Regions from separate parts of the Bos taurus genome. Here region 2 is linked to region 1. The links are chromatin contacts, called in public Hi-C maps. All regions are on one chromosome and are shown on one strand. The core of a region is the stretch at or near the end of the contact, and the rest is flanking DNA. Distances in the headings are between cores, read along the strand shown. Region 1 holds the start of PAPSS2 (3'-phosphoadenosine 5'-phosphosulfate synthase 2). Region 2 overlaps PAPSS2 (3'-phosphoadenosine 5'-phosphosulfate synthase 2).

Region 1 (4,453 bases), core at 662-3,161:
ATGCAGTGGCATCTCTTGTTGCAGAACACAGGCTCTAGAGCCCATGGGCTTTAGCTCTAGAGAGTGGGCTCAGTAGGCATGGTGCACAGGCTTAGTTGCCCCTCAGCACATGGAATCTTCCCAGACTATGGATTGAACCCATGTCTCCCGCATTGGCAGGTGGATTCTTAACCACTGGACCACCGTGGAAGTGCTGTTTCAGCTTTGAAAGACGTAATATGAAATAAACCAAACATAAAAATTGCTATTTCTCTATCCAAACTTAGTTTTCTTTTAGGGCAGGATCTGGCAGAGTTCAAAATACGGTTGGAACTGATACCAAAGGATTTTTTCAATAAAATTAGAATGAGATGTTACAGTTTAAACCCCATAAAATCCAAACATGCTAGCTCGTGTGCAGAACAGAAACTCAAACCCAGCATTTGCCCTCCAGTTGCTCACAGTTGAAGGGAGTGGTGGCAGCTTACTCTAAATGAGTAAGAAAATAAATATACTGATATTTCAAGACTGGACAAACATACGAGTTCCCATTTAGGTTTCTGACTCCTGATTTATTTTCCCACTTCCCCATGGAGAAGGGCAGTCAATGAACGAATACTCAGATCTTCAGTGTCTGTCTGGAAAGCTGGCAGTCTTCCAGAAGTACAATTGGATATGAAAGCAAAGTTCCAGTCCTCACCTCCTTAGGCCATCACTTCAAGCTTTTGACAGAAGGAAGACCAAAGTTGGAATGGGCAGTGTGGCCCTCATTGATCTGTTTGTCACATTGTGCACAGACTTAAGGTACAAAGGGTTGGCCTTGGGACTGCCCTCAAGGTGTTGTCCCTAATCCTAGCTTCTTCCTTCCTTTTGACTGTCCCAGATATTTGAGTTAAAAGAGCTGCCCTCTGATAAAACTTTAAAGCCCTAGGATGTAGTCCATAAGCCAAGACAACTGGGCCTTCTCCTACTTTTCCTCCTCAGGGCCCTTCCTGGTTGCTGACCACAGGGAAGTACTATAAGAAAAGGTTTGGAACAGGGATTGAAACAAGCCGCTGGGCTACTATTTACCACTTTCAGGGGCTGGGCTTGCTTACTCAACTTGGTAAATAGGAGCAGCGCTTCAGCCCGCCCATCTGCAGCAGGAGGAAAATATTGTGGGCTCCAAAGGAGTGATTGCATGTAGACCCCTCAGTCCCAGGCCTGGCGCAGAAGATGCAGGCCGGCCTTGCCCGTCGACATTTCTTCATCAGCGTCATCGATGATGATGCTGGTGCAGAAAGACTTAACAGTGGAGGCTGACCTGGGCCTGGGCGTGAATCCCCTCACTTGGAATATCATCTTGAGAAAGCCTGAAAGCCTCCACTACTTCATGGGAGAAGGCAGGATTCGATGCCTGGGGGGAGGGGTGCAGGAGGCTTAAGGCAAAGGTCAGCGGAGCGCAGAGTGAGGACGAGAAAATGTTAACTCTCGCTGTGATTACTGCCCAGGAAGACGAGCTGGGGCAGCGGTGCCCACGGAGGACCCTGACGACCAGCTTGGCGGTTTCAAGCAGGTCCCAGAGGCAGGAAGCCTTCCTTGAGAGGCGCACGGGTGGGGTGAGAGGTGAGGGGACGCTCAGGCACCCGCTGGGAGTGGGAACTGGGAGAAGTGAACTTGACCTCCGACTACGCGCGGGGCGTGTCTGTCCGCGCCTTCGGCTGCAAGGTCCTGCCTCCAACCTCGGCGGGCCCAGCGGAGCCGCTCCCGGGAGTCGGGGGCTGGGCCCGGGACCCCGCCCAGGCGGCGGCAGGGTACCCTGGGCTGGGCGCTGCTGGCCCAGCCGACGGGGCGGAGAGGAGCGCGGCGGGAGGAGGAGGAGGAGGGGGCTGGTCAAGGGAAGTGCGACGTGTCTGTGGAGCCTTTTTATACCTCCTTCCCCCGGAGTCCGGCAGCCGCCGCCGCCGCCACCCGAGCGTCCTAGAGCCTCCGCTCCAGGGGCTGGGCTCCGAGTTCCAGCGCGCCGGGCACCGCCGTAGCCAGCCAGCATGTCCGAGGTTAAGAAGCAGAAGACGGTAGGCTGCCAGTCGTCTGCCTTCCTCCTCCGCTCTCGGCCCCGGACGCTCGGATCCCATCCTCCCCGGGAGGAGGCGAGCAGCCCCGGCGCGGAGGCTGGGGCGCGGGGAGGAGGAAGGGGTGGAGGGAAGCAGGAGGGAGAGGCTGAGCCGGGATTCCCGGGGCAGCCCTCGCGGGGCAGTCCCTCCCCGCCCCGCGCCGCAGGGAACCTGCGCCCGGTGGGGTCTTCACGACCGAGCTAGACCTCCGGAGCCGGAGACATGGGTCCCCATCCAGAGAAAGGTCCAGAGGTGGGAAATTTCCTTTCTTCCCCCGAGAACTTTTTCTAGACCCGTCTTTTCTTTTGAATGAACTCCGCACGGGTCCACGCGGTGGGGGTTGAGGGACTGAGGGGACCCCGGTACTGCCAGGTCTGGACGCTGGCGACACGTCAGGGACAGTCATTGGGGTTTTGTCCACGGAACCTCCTTGGAGTGGACTTGAGTGACAGACGTTCATAAAGGGAGAAGGCAATGGCACCCACTCCAGTACTCTTGCCTGGAAAATCCCATAGGCGGAGGAGCCTGGTGAGCTGCAGTCCATGGGGTCGCTGAGGCTCGGACACGACTGAGCAACTTCACTTTCACGCATTGGAGAAGGAAATGGCAACCCACTCCAGTGTTCTTGCCTGGCGAATCCCAGGGACTGGGGAGCCTGGTGGGCTGCCGTCTATGGGGTCGAACAGAGTCGGACACGACTGAAGCGATTTAGCAGTAGCAGCAGCAGTACGAGGGAGGGAAATTGCCTTTCTACATACTGGCAGGGTTCTAGTTCCTTGTTGGGATCGGATGGCACCTTAAGTTCAGCCATGGGAGGTGGGGTGGCGTGGGGGGCTCCTCAGCTTGGGGGAGTGAAATGAGCGGACTGTTTTGAGGAGGTTCAGTTTTATCCACAATGAATCCGGGCCATCCCCATTTGTAGGTAGGAAATAGAAGGTTGTTGAAAAATGCCATTCCCACTTAGTGATAGGGGCTCCTGTAAATTCTACATCCTTAAAAATGGCAGCGATGATCACAGACTCTTTTAAAGTTGGAAAGAGCCTCGTATAGACAGCACTGGGGCCACACCAGGGGTGGTGTGCAAGCCAGCCTCTGATGGCTGAACACTCATCTTTTTTTAACTACCAGACTGAAAGCCTCAGGTGATTATGGAGATCAGGGAAGGGGCTGACCTCTCTCAAACAGATTTGTGCTCGGCACATAGTAGGTGGTCAATAAATGTTTTATTACTATTATGTAATACTTAATCACTGAAATCTCTTTGAGGTGTTTTTGTGGCAGAAGAGATGAAAAAACGTAAATTGGGGAAGGGGAGTGGAGGGGGCACACACAGGCTGGGAGTGTGGGCTTGAGCGCAAGGGAAAGGGGGGCTCTGTGGTTTCAGGGGCCACACAGCCCTCAGGAAGGCCCAGGAGGAAGGAGGCATCTATTTGAGAAGGGAGAATGGTCAGGATTCTGTTGCCCTTTATAGGAGCAATTTTAAAGTGGGGAGTCTCTTGGTATTGTATTTGAAAACACTTAAGTGCAAATCACTTGTGTTTTATTCCTATTTAATTTCTGTATTAATTTCTGTAACATTCTAAATGGTGTCTTCTAAGCGACAAGCTGCTGAGGCACTTTGCAGTGAAGTGAAGTGGCTCAGTTGTGTCCAACTCTTTGTGACCCCATGGACTGTAGCCTACCAGGCTTCTCAGTCTATGGGATTTTCCAGGCAAGAGTACTGGAGTGGGGTGCCATTTCCTTCTCCAGGGGATCTTCCTGACCCAGGGATCGAACCCCCGTCTCCAGGCAGACGCTTTACCCTCTGAGCCACCAGGGAAGCCCTTCTATCAGTGAGGTTTCAATTATTACCTCCGGCTAGCATCAAGAATTCCTTCCAAATGAGATTGCTTTCTCAAGCATCAGTAATGAAGGGGCAGGTGATCTCTCCCTTTCTTGCCTCCAGTCTGCAAGAGCCTGTGAAATGAAAGGCTTGAAAACAGAGGCTTTACACACAAATCACGGCAACTGCACAGACAGAGAGAGTGAGAAACTTGAGGACCAGAGGATTTGGTTTTTGTACTTAGGCATTTAGAACCCTCTGTTTTTTTTTTTTTTTTTTTTTGAGGTGTGTTTGTGTGTTCTGCATAGGATTAAATTAACACCTAAAACAGCTAGCACAGCTTGGGAACTTTTATATAGCTGACATGATTATAACCCAGGGGACCAGTACAAGTCCCCCAAAGCGCCAGATAGATCCTATTGGGTAAAACGAGGCAGCTGTAAATGCATCTGAAATCTCTCAAGCTTTAAATGTTCAAAGCAAACTGTGTTTTGAAATTTTGCAGGCCAAAACAAAATCTGCCCACATGTGCGACCTCTGAACTAATCAATTATTTGAG
Region 2 (4,453 bases), core at 529-3,028, 45 kb after region 1:
ATAGACCATGGAGTCACAAAGAGTTAGACATGACTGAGCACAACAGAATTTGACAATTACTCTTAGCATGTCCAGATATTTTTCTTTGTAGCCCTCTACATATAGATACATATATTTTATTTTTTTCCTTAAAATGTTCATATTTATTTTTTTAAAATTTTTATGCAAAAGAGACACACAAATATGATAAGTAACTTACCATGTGAAAAAAAATATATATTCTTACTAGTAACTAAATAGGTACAAAGTAATCTGGCGGGGGGGATATTAAAATGCAAACATAACAAATCAGTTGGAATATTTAAAAACAAATATACCATGTAGCCTGGCAACTTGACTTTATCTTACTAAAAAATGAACTGGAAGTACATAATGAGACTTATGAAATAGTTCACAACTCTTCATACTCAGTTGCTTCACTTTGGGTTATAGACCCAAAGGAAATACTCTGAAAGGAAAGAAACATAAATAAGTATCTGTGATTGTAAAACATCTGAAGCTACTCAGGTTAAGTAATGACAATGGTGTAAAAATAATCTTGTGATTCTTTACATTTTTTATGTAGTATCAAAAGCCATAATGGACATGATCTCATTTAGTCCTCATTGAAGAAGCTGTGCAGAGAAGGAAATGGCAACCCACCCCAGTATTCTTGACCGGGGAATCCCATGGAGAGAGGATCCTGGTGGGCTGCAGTCCATAGGGTCGCACAGAGTTGGACATGACTGAAGCGACTTAGCATGCATGCATGCATTGGAGAAGGAAATGGCAGCCCACTCCAGTATTCTTGCCTGGAGAATCCCAGGGACAGAGGAGCCTGGTGGGCTGCCGTCTATGGGGTCGCATAGAGTTGGACACGAGTGAAGCAACTTAGCAGCAGCAGCAGCAGCAGCAGAAGAAGGTTTGACACGGAGGTCACACAGCTGGGACCTGGAAACTAGGGAGTTCTGTCTGGGCAGAGTAAGACCTACACTGAGAGTTGGAAAGCCTGGCAGTGTGTCTTGCGCCTTCCAGGTGTGGGACTTCAGTTAGTAGTTTGATGATCTGTAAATGGGTCACAACGCACAGCCTCCACAGCTCCCAGGCTTTGAGCAATGAGTAAGATAATGCCTAGGAATGCTCCTACTGTGAGCCTGAGAGGGCAGTTACTGAGATCACTGCTTTCGGCACCTGAATCTTTAAATGAATCTTCAGACTGCACATTGAAGTCAGAGAGGTTTGGAGCACTTTTAATAGCAAGAGAGCAATGAAACCATAGCCCAGTAGCTGTGAGGGCCAAGTTCAAAGGCGACAGTGGTGTTGTCTTCAGAGAAGTTAAGTGGATTTGTGTGAACTGTGTGGGAGGCAGGAGGGTGTAGAGAGAATTCAAATCCAGTTACTTGTTTTTGACTGAAAACATTAGGCACATGCCAAAAAACCTTTGAGCATTGAGAAACTCAGAACCTGGCATGTGGTTTCCAGCTTCCTCATTCCTCCAGCGTCCTCTCTTGCATAATCCTGCTCACTGTGACACAGGCTGCAACTTGGCTCCCAGGATGCCCTGCCCTCCATCAGTCATCTGAAGTCCTTTCCCCATGTAGCTACTTTTCTTCCAGTCACGAAAAACCAGGGCTGAGGCAGTCTGCCATGACCCAGAACCCCGAATTCCAGACACTCCCTACTTATTTCCCTTTCGGCATTGCCAATGGGAGTGAGGAGTGGACCTGGCAGAGACACACTCTGCAACCCTGGGCTGGGAGATAAAGTCCCAACTCGATAGCTCATGAGGCTGACTGGGGCAAAGGCCATTTTCGTGCTGATGACGAAGGTTTCATGACTGAAACTGACGCGTGTCAGAGCGACATATTACAGGCTGGGCTTTGGGTCAGAGAAAATGGTAACTGGAATAGCAGCAACATCCTCGTGTGTGTGTGTGTGAGTGATGTTTCAGCCCTACAAAGTGTTCTCCTAGCCATTGTCTGACTTGATCAAGAGCCCCACAATCCCTAGACTTCACTTAGAGTGGACATAAGCCTTAGAACACTCCTAAATCTGGTAACTTCAGCCTCTACCATGCTGTGTCCATAGTAGATTAATGCCACTTTGCTTCACCAGCCTCAACATCTCACCGTGTCCTATGCTTTCTTTGGTACTTTATATAGACAATTATTTAATCCTTTCAGCAGCCCTACAAGTAAACTATTCTTAGCCCCATTTTACAGTACAGGAAATGGAGGTTCAACAATGTTCATCATTGGCCCAGGCTCACTGAGCAAGTAGGTTATGAAGAGGGTTTCAAACCCATATTTGCTTGACTCCAAAATCCATTCTCTGTGACTCCTGTTCATGCTGGAGGGTATTTTTCTGTGTCAGTGACCTGAAAGAAGGTAGGGATTTTTGCCCTTTTTTTTCCCCCTTAGGGATCCAGAATAGAAGTATGTCACCAACTTTGTGGTTTCTGGACCACTTCCTGCTAAGTGACAGTGTTAGACGAGTTGCAGGGCAGAGGGAAGCAAGCATTTTTTTCTTTAACATGTGCTTTGCTTTCCGTAGACAGAATCCTTTTTCTGGCAGCCACTTTCTTTCCAAAGCTTAGAACACCATATGCTTTCAAGAAGGGAGGAAACGTTTCATTCAAGGAAAAATTTTCAGCTGCCCTGCCCCTCTGCAGTTCAAATAGTCTTCAAAACATCTGTTTCTATTTTATTTGTTTGTCTTTTGGAGAAAATCAAGAGTAAATTTGAGGTTAATAAGAAGCAAGATATCTTCCTCCTGAAACAAACGACCCCCCCACCCCACCCCCCGCCACCCCTGCTCCCAGTACCTGGCAATCTGAAGATTTTGTTTGTTTGAAACATTGTTGGAGTAATAGAAAATCTGGACAAACACCCATGATTCAGATGCAGTTAATAAGAACCATAAATTCAGAGATTAACTATTAAATACCATAAGAGAACAGGTCCCTTCCAGTGGACTCTGATGTTTTTGAAAACCAAGCACTTGTTGGGGAAGCAATTAACAAGATCATAACAAAGTTTCCACAGAAAACTAACATAGCCTGGAGTTTATTCTGGATCTCAGCCTGTAGGGAGAGGGAACCACTAAAAGACAGAAATTAAAAAAAAAATCTCTGTGGGCAAACTAAGCTCTGGTGGGCATTCACGTGCCTAGGTGGACAGGAGCCCTTTAGGTCAAACATATTGTGATGGGATCAGAGCCCTCTTCTACAAATGCAGCAGAGTTGAACAATATTATTCCACCATCTGACTCTCTGACTCTCATTAGGTATTTTCTTATTTGGTTACTTGAAAAAAAAAAAAAAGGGGCTGTTTTTTTGAATGTCCCTGGCAGCCCATTGGTGAGACTCCATCTTCCGGTACAGGGGGTGTGGGTTTGACAGCTGGACTGGAAGCTAGGATCCATGCGTCATGGCCAAATAACCAAAACAGAAAAAAAAAAAAAAAAAACAGAAGCAATACTGTAGCAAATTCAATAAAGGCTTTAAAAAAGGTCCATATTTAAAAAAAAATCTTTAAAATGGCTCATTTTTGCATGTGGTAAAATTTACATGTAACGAAATACCCGTCTTAAGAGTACATTCTGTGAGTTCTGGCAAATGCAAACACCTGTGTACCTCAAACCCTTATCAAGATGTACATCATGGCTTTCACCCAGAGACACCTCTTGTTCAGATTTGACAAATTAGTTTTCCCTGATGGGGGATGTCATATAAATAGAATCACATGTAGTATTGTGTGAGGTTTCTTTGACTCAGCAAAATGTTTTCATTTATTATCATCTTTTTATTGCTGACTAGTATTCCATTAGAAGAGTATTCTACAATTTGGGAGTTTTGTTTTGTTGTTACCTATTTTCCTGTGGATGGACATTAGGTTATTTCCAGTTTTTGTCCCAAAAAATCACTAATCATATTCTTTGTATAAGTCTTTTTGTGGATAGAAGTTTTCATTTCTCTTGAGTTAATAGCTGTGAATGCAACTGCTGAGTTATAGGGGATGGTAAATGTTTAATTTTATAAGGAACTTACAAGTTTTTTTTTCTTTTTTCCAAGATGGTTGGATCACTTTACACCTCCACTACCAACATATGAGAACATATCCTTGCTAACATTAGATGTTATCAGTAGCATCTCGTTTTTATTTTAATTTGCATTTCTCTCATGACTAATAGCATTGAGCACCTTTTCATGTGCTTATGGTTCATCTGTGTATCTTCCTTTGTGAAGAGACTGTTCAAATCTTTTGCCCATTTTCCAAAAAGTGGGTTGTCTCTTTATTATTGAATTGCAAATATTCTTTATATATCCTCACATCAGAGGATGGAGGGAACATGAAGTGCCCACTGAACTGAGAAGGCATCTTGAGACCAAAAGAATGAGGCAGGCAACTCCAAATAATCAATGGATCACTTTATTATACGGCAGTTTACAGGGTGGGATCAGGGTTGAGTCAAC

The links. Hi-C and Micro-C count contacts between places; a contact is called where the count stands out from the background.
Region 2: a Hi-C map of liver shows a contact between it and region 1, with 1.8 times the contacts expected there. The contact joins the enhancer-like site here to the promoter of PAPSS2 in region 1. A contact is called at or near these places in 2 of 11 Hi-C or Micro-C datasets (liver and skeletal muscle).

The regions. Positions count from the first base shown.
Region 1 is chr26:9,256,729-9,261,181 of ARS-UCD2.0, forward strand. PAPSS2 (3'-phosphoadenosine 5'-phosphosulfate synthase 2) reads left to right here and starts at 1,912. Exons shown (of 12, transcript NM_001076075.2): 1 at 1,912-2,033. The coding sequence starts at 2,007.
Region 2 is chr26:9,301,628-9,306,080 of ARS-UCD2.0, forward strand. The region is part of intron 1 of PAPSS2 (3'-phosphoadenosine 5'-phosphosulfate synthase 2); the gene reads left to right. Among named protein-coding and RNA genes, the nearest start is that of PAPSS2, 45 kb to the left of the region's middle. Within about 2 kb of position 1,779, at least 43 of the 102 cell types and tissues checked have an H3K27ac peak or open chromatin away from gene starts, as enhancers often do. A contact at or near this core is called in liver, where this site is marked.